Regions from separate parts of the Mus musculus genome. Here region 2 is linked to region 1. Evidence: chromatin contacts called from public HiChIP or PLAC-seq data. All regions are on one chromosome and are shown on one strand. Each heading gives the region's core, a stretch centred on a gene start, on an enhancer-like site or on the middle of the called end of the contact. The rest is flanking DNA. Distances are from core to core; before and after follow the strand shown. Region 1 overlaps Dlgap1 (DLG associated protein 1). Region 2 overlaps Lpin2 (lipin 2).

Evidence for each region. HiChIP or PLAC-seq counts read pairs in DNA pulled down with a chosen protein or histone mark.
Region 2: an HNF4G HiChIP or PLAC-seq map of pancreatic cancer cells shows a contact between it and region 1. The contact joins two enhancer-like sites. A contact is called at or near these places in 15 of 39 promoter capture datasets (the 3T3-L1 cell line, 3T3-L1-derived adipocytes, the C10 cell line and 9 more), 17 of 484 Hi-C or Micro-C datasets (the C2C12 cell line, the N1E-115 cell line, embryonic fibroblasts and 7 more), 6 of 115 datasets of contacts at active chromatin or transcription factors (the SCID.adh cell line, embryonic forebrain, embryonic stem cells and 2 more) and 2 of 9 other capture datasets (adipose tissue and embryonic stem cells).

What each region holds. Positions count from the first base shown.
Region 1 is chr17:70,706,044-70,708,743 of GRCm38.p6, forward strand. The region is part of intron 5 of Dlgap1 (DLG associated protein 1); the gene reads left to right. The region is part of intron 1 of Gm36746 (a long non-coding RNA gene); the gene reads right to left. Among named protein-coding and RNA genes, the nearest start is that of Gm36746, 10 kb to the right of the region's middle. Within about 2 kb of position 1,403, at least 57 of the 459 cell types and tissues checked have an H3K27ac peak or open chromatin away from gene starts, as enhancers often do. A contact at or near this core is called in embryonic fibroblasts, pancreatic cancer cells and uterus, where this site is marked.
Region 2 is chr17:71,190,763-71,193,499 of GRCm38.p6, forward strand. All of the region lies in intron 1 of Lpin2 (lipin 2), which reads left to right. Among named protein-coding and RNA genes, the nearest start is that of Lpin2, 8.6 kb to the left of the region's middle. Within about 2 kb of position 1,454, at least 73 of the 459 cell types and tissues checked have an H3K27ac peak or open chromatin away from gene starts, as enhancers often do. A contact at or near this core is called in embryonic fibroblasts, pancreatic cancer cells and uterus, where this site is marked.

The DNA.
Region 1 (2,700 bases), core at 153-2,652:
ATCAAGTGATTTTTTTTTTCCCAAAGTCACAAGGATAGCAGACAATATTGGTACCTGTTGGCTCAGTATGACTCTAAAATGTAAACCCTTGACAGTCAGGAGTCGTGCCTTCTGCCATGATGCTGTTTAATAAATCAATGTGTAATATGAGCAGGGAGGGCACAGTGACCAGATGTCTGTGATCCCGGGACATGAACAGCAGATGCAGAGGATCAGGAGTTCAGGGTCAGCCTTGGTTAGACCTGGAGGCCAGGCTAGGCTACCTGAGAGCCTGTTGTTGTTAAAAAAGAAAAAAATCTAAAAGCAAGCATAGCTGTGTTCAGAACAAAATACTGACTGGGAGAAGGTTCTGTCAGTAAGATGCTGACCTCAAATTCAATTCCCAGAACCCATGTAAATATCAGGCTACAAGGGAAGGTGCCAGGAGACACCCCACACACACAAACGTGCATTCACACACCTGTGTGTACACACACATACACACACACACACACACACACACACACACACACACACACACACATGAACACACTTCTCTTTCCCACCCAGAAGTTGACTTCTTGCCTTGGGTAGGGTTGCTGTATTGATCAAGCCCTGATGCTTTCGCCCCGTGTGGACGGTACGCAACTGTTTATTACTGGACACGTTTTTACTGAACAGAAGCCTCATCCCAGCGGCTGCAGATGCAGTTCAGGAATATTCCATGCCCTTGCCTTCCCATACAGTCGGAGAAGCTTGACAGCAGAGAGGCATCCAACACCTATCACGAAGCAATCGCTGAAGAGAAGTCAGGAAAGGTTTTCTAGCCCGGGCCACTTTTGAGTTGACTGAAAAGAAGCAGGGTGCAGTAACCACACGACCACCAATATTAAAAACCAGCAGATTCAAATCTGACTTATTTCTTTTCGAAGCTTCTGGAACATTCAGAAGGCCAGGCACAGAGTGGGGAAGGAGGAACTTTAATTCCGAAGTTCCCTCCCAGGTCTGGCTTAGGGTTTAAAACTGCCTTTCAATCCTGTACTGCCAAACTTCTCCATGTGCGGAAAACTGGAAGCTCCGCCTTTCATGGATGTGATTGACGGCTCTGGCTTCCTGGGCAAAGACGTAGTAACAGCACATGGACGCCAGGGGGCAATACGGTCCCGCCGAGGACTTGGGAACCTGAAGCATTTGTGACATCTCTGTACCTAAAAGGAATCCTTTAGAGTACCACGAAGGAACAAGAGCACTCTAAATGCACTTTCACCGGAATAGCCCGTCGGCACCGGTGCTGAGCTGCCATCTCTGCATAGTTTGTTGACTTTGCTTAATGCAGCTGCCGGATCTTTTCTGCCCTCTTGCCTAGTAAGTCCTTGAGCCCCAGCCAGCCCCAGCCAGGTCGTTCAAGGTGCTACCCGAGATCAGGTCCTCTGCCTGCATACAGAGTCAGCTTCCATGCCCCTGCGGCCCAGCCACTGCAGCGTTTCAGGTCATTCCAGTCCCAGGCATCATTTTGTTTCCAGTTCGCAGCTGCCAGGTGTCTGCCCTCACTTAACCCGCAAGGATGAAAGATCAAAGGTGTGCCTGCATCTGCCTTCTGTCCCTGCGCTTTCAAATGGTACACATTCAAAAGATATAAATGCGGTATTGTGCACCCTGGAGGGAGTGGTGGGGCAAGGATCAGAGGTGGCACCGGGCACCGGTTCAGAACACGTGGCTATTAGAAAATGAGGAGAGCAATCTCTGCAGCTCCGAAGCTCTGACCTGGTGAAGCGTGTTCAACTTAAAAGACAAAGACTTTTTTTTGCGAGTGGATGGACTCCCCCTATCTCCAACTACAGACATCGGGTCCACAGAACCAGGTGGCGAGTGTGACTCAGTGGTAGACCGCCTGCCTATGGGAACTGAGCAAGCAGGAAAAATAAATGAATCTCACGGTGTTAAAGCATCCACAAGGCTAGCCCAGTGTGCTCGTGCCTGTTGGAGACAGACACTAGCAGATCTGAGTTCCTGGCCAGTCAGGACTACTTAGTGAAACCTTGCCTTTGAAAAAGAAAGAAAGGGGGAGAGGAAAGAAACAGAAGGAGGGAGGGAAGGAGGGAGGGAGGGAGGGAGGGAGGGAGGGAGGGAGGGAGGGAGGGAGGACCCACAAAGCTTGGTTAACGCTTGGAATATTGGAAAGCGGGATGCTATGAATCTGGACCCCAAGTCCCTTGGGCAATCTTTAGCCCCTTAACAGTCATTCATTGCCCACCCATGTTTGACCTTGTAACACCCTTGTGACTATTCAGGTAAATCCTTCTGGAATGTTCTAACAGGCTACACGCTTCCTCCAACCCAGAGGCTAAGAATGCCATCAGATTGCACCTAAGATCGGAGTTATCCCCCTCAGCAGTCATACCTAATAGTCTCACCAATATATTTTTTAAATGTCTTGATTTATGACTTTGTTCTGTAACTATAAAAACTTCATCAAGCTGGGCAGTGGTAGCACATGCCTTTAACCCCAGCACTTGGGAGGCAGAGGCAGGTGGATTTCTGAGTTTGAGGCCAGCCTGGTCTACAGAGTGAGTTCCAGGACAGCCAGGGCTACACAGAGAAACCCTATCTCGAAAAATAAGAAAAAAAACAAAAACAACTTCATCAAACTGTTAGCACATTGGAGAGAGGCATCTACCATGGCCATTCATAGCTGGCTCCAGAATAAACTCTCATTCCCTT
Region 2 (2,737 bases), core at 204-2,703, 480 kb after region 1:
CTAGTCATCTCACGTATAAAATAAAGCAGGGTGTTCTAAACGGAGGCCCTGAGGGTTAGGAATGGGAGTCAGCTTAGAGAATTGAAAGTGAAAGGCAAAGAAGTATCTTGGGGAGAGCTCCTGTGTTTATATTTTTAGTGTGTCAATGTTTACTTGAAGGATTTTTTTTTTTAATATTTCAAGGAAACCATTTTGTGTGCTTGCATAGATTTTCTTCCTTGACTCTTGCCTTCCTAGCGACAATACGAGCAGTTTTGTTGCTGATAGTTGATAAAGTTAGGAGTGACTATTTTTGTGTGAATTCTAGTTCATGTTAATAAAAATTGTGAAGCATTTGAAATAATCTTATTCTGTGTATTGGAAAATCCTGTGTGAGAGTTTTAATTGTCAAATTGGTACAGCCTAGGAGTTAGCCTGGGGAGGAGGGGTTGTGCGCCTTGGTTTGGCCTGTGGGCCTGGCTGTGGGGATCATCTGGGTTCCTTTACCTGATGTGGGAAGGCACAACCTGAAAGTGGACTTTGAGGTTTCCTGGTGTGGAGCTGTGGACTGTGCAAAAGTGATAAATTTGCCTAGGGTAACTTCACAGTGTAACTAGTATTTATCTAATATTTAATACTCAGCTAGTATAAGCAGTTTTCACTGCTTATGTCTTCATAGGTAGATAGTGTGCAGAATTACACATGTGCGGTGATTTTACTTTTCCTATACATTTTGTTTTCTTTGTAGTGAACAGTGGTGTGCTGACTTTGCGTGACTCCAGGCTCACATTGCCTGACTGTCAGTGGGGTCTGCGTCCTGTTCTGAGTATCTGAGTCTCTCTCCCGTTGGGTCCCTTGTCCTCATTCTTTACTCAATTTCCTGCTTATCTGGAATTGTTACCTTTGCGGCATTTACTGGGGTTTTTTTTCTTTATTTGTGGTTCTTTCTCTCCTCCTCCATCTCTTAAATCTTCATCTTCTAACTTTGCCTTCTCTTACTGAAGTGCCTTTCTCACCTGGGAAATACCGGCCTCACTCCTGGCCTTGTTTTGTCCCTCACACCTGAGAAGGAAGGTGTGTTACCAGAGTCTGCAGGCCAGAGGGCGCGAGAGCACCAGAGACTCATCGGGGCCTCTGTTCTTGTGAAGTTGAGGAGGTGGCTGGCTGGCGCTGGGCTCTGTTCCTCTGAGTGGGAATGTTTCTGTCTTGCTTGCTGTGGTCCTGTCTGTAGGGGATTCCAGAGGCTCTTGGCATTTTGTCTGTTAGGATTGTCATTGGTGGACCCTTCGGTCGTTCTGGTATGGCCTTTCAAGGACTTCCATGGTTTCAGTTTATTGTTATAGCTCTTGAGATGAGGACTGGGGGATGCCACTATGTCCAAGACCTCACCAGCTTTTAGAGAACTAGTCAGTATTCTGTGGGATGCCTCACTGTAAGTTTTCCTTATTGCTTTCTCATGATAAGACTGGGTTATGACTAAGGAAGACCACAGAGGGTAAAGTACCTTGTGACTCATGGTGGTCATGGCCTTGATCAACAGCAGTTTGAGGTTGTGTGTTTCAGATTTTTCTCTACTGACAACCTAATTTGTATTTTTTTCTATGTATAAGAAGTTTGTAGGGGGGTCGTAAGGGGGGGATGGTAGTGTGTGTGTGGGGGAGGGGGGTTGGCAGCCAGAGGGGGGCTTCCCTTTCTAAGGGGAATTGGGGAAGGACTTACATGAGGGGGCACTGGGAGGAAAGGAAGGGCTGATAATGGGCTGTAAAGTGAATAAATAAATTTAATAAAAAATATTGATGTGTATGCATGCTTTCTCTGTGTGTATGTGAATGCATCATATGTGTGCCTGGTACCTGTGGAAGTCAGAAGAGAGTGTTGGATTCCCTGGAACTGGAGTTATGGGTGATTGTGAGATACCATGTGGTGCTGGGAACTGAACCTAGGTCCTTTGCAAGAGCAACAAATGCTCTTAACTGCTGAGCCAGCTCTCTGGGCCCTATATATTATTTATTTATTTACTTATTTACTTATTTACTGAGGAGGATGTATCGCAGTGAGTGTGTGGAGGTCAGAAGACAACTCTCCAGGAATTGGTTCTTTATTTACACATTGTTAAGGCAGGGTCTGTCTCCCGTGTTTTTGCTGCTGTGCTGGGTATGAAAGCCTCACCCCATCCCAATTCTCTGGTCCCTACCTTCCATCCCCCACCATCCTGCTGGCCCTAGTTTATGTCTTCTAGAAATTACTCTCCTAGCTAATATCTAAAGGGTGGGAATTACCCATGTCATTTTTGAGAGTACAGTATCATGCATTTGGAATTTTATATGAAAAATAAGTATCTCATTCCAGTTGATAAGTTCAGGTTATTTGCTTGCATTGGAATAGATTCATAGATAGCCTCTGCTACTGTTGGTTATGATGTAATCCTGTGTATGTGTATAGTTTGTGAGGGCATTATGACACACTGTGGGCTTAGGTAGCGTGAACAATAGGAATTCATTGCCTCAGAATTGACTCAAGCTAAGATCAAGGCTGTCTGCAAGGGCTGTTTTGTTTTCTTTGTCTTCACCTTCTTTTGTGTATGAATCCATTCCAAATCCCCTGTTTAATGTAAGGACCCTTTTATCTTGGAATAGGGCCCACTTGTTTTTGGAGGTGGGGTATGGTCTCTCTGTGTAGCCCTTGCTATCCTAAAACTCAGAGCTCTGCCTGCCTCTGCTTTCTAAACGCTGGGGTTACAGGCCATGTGCCACCATAC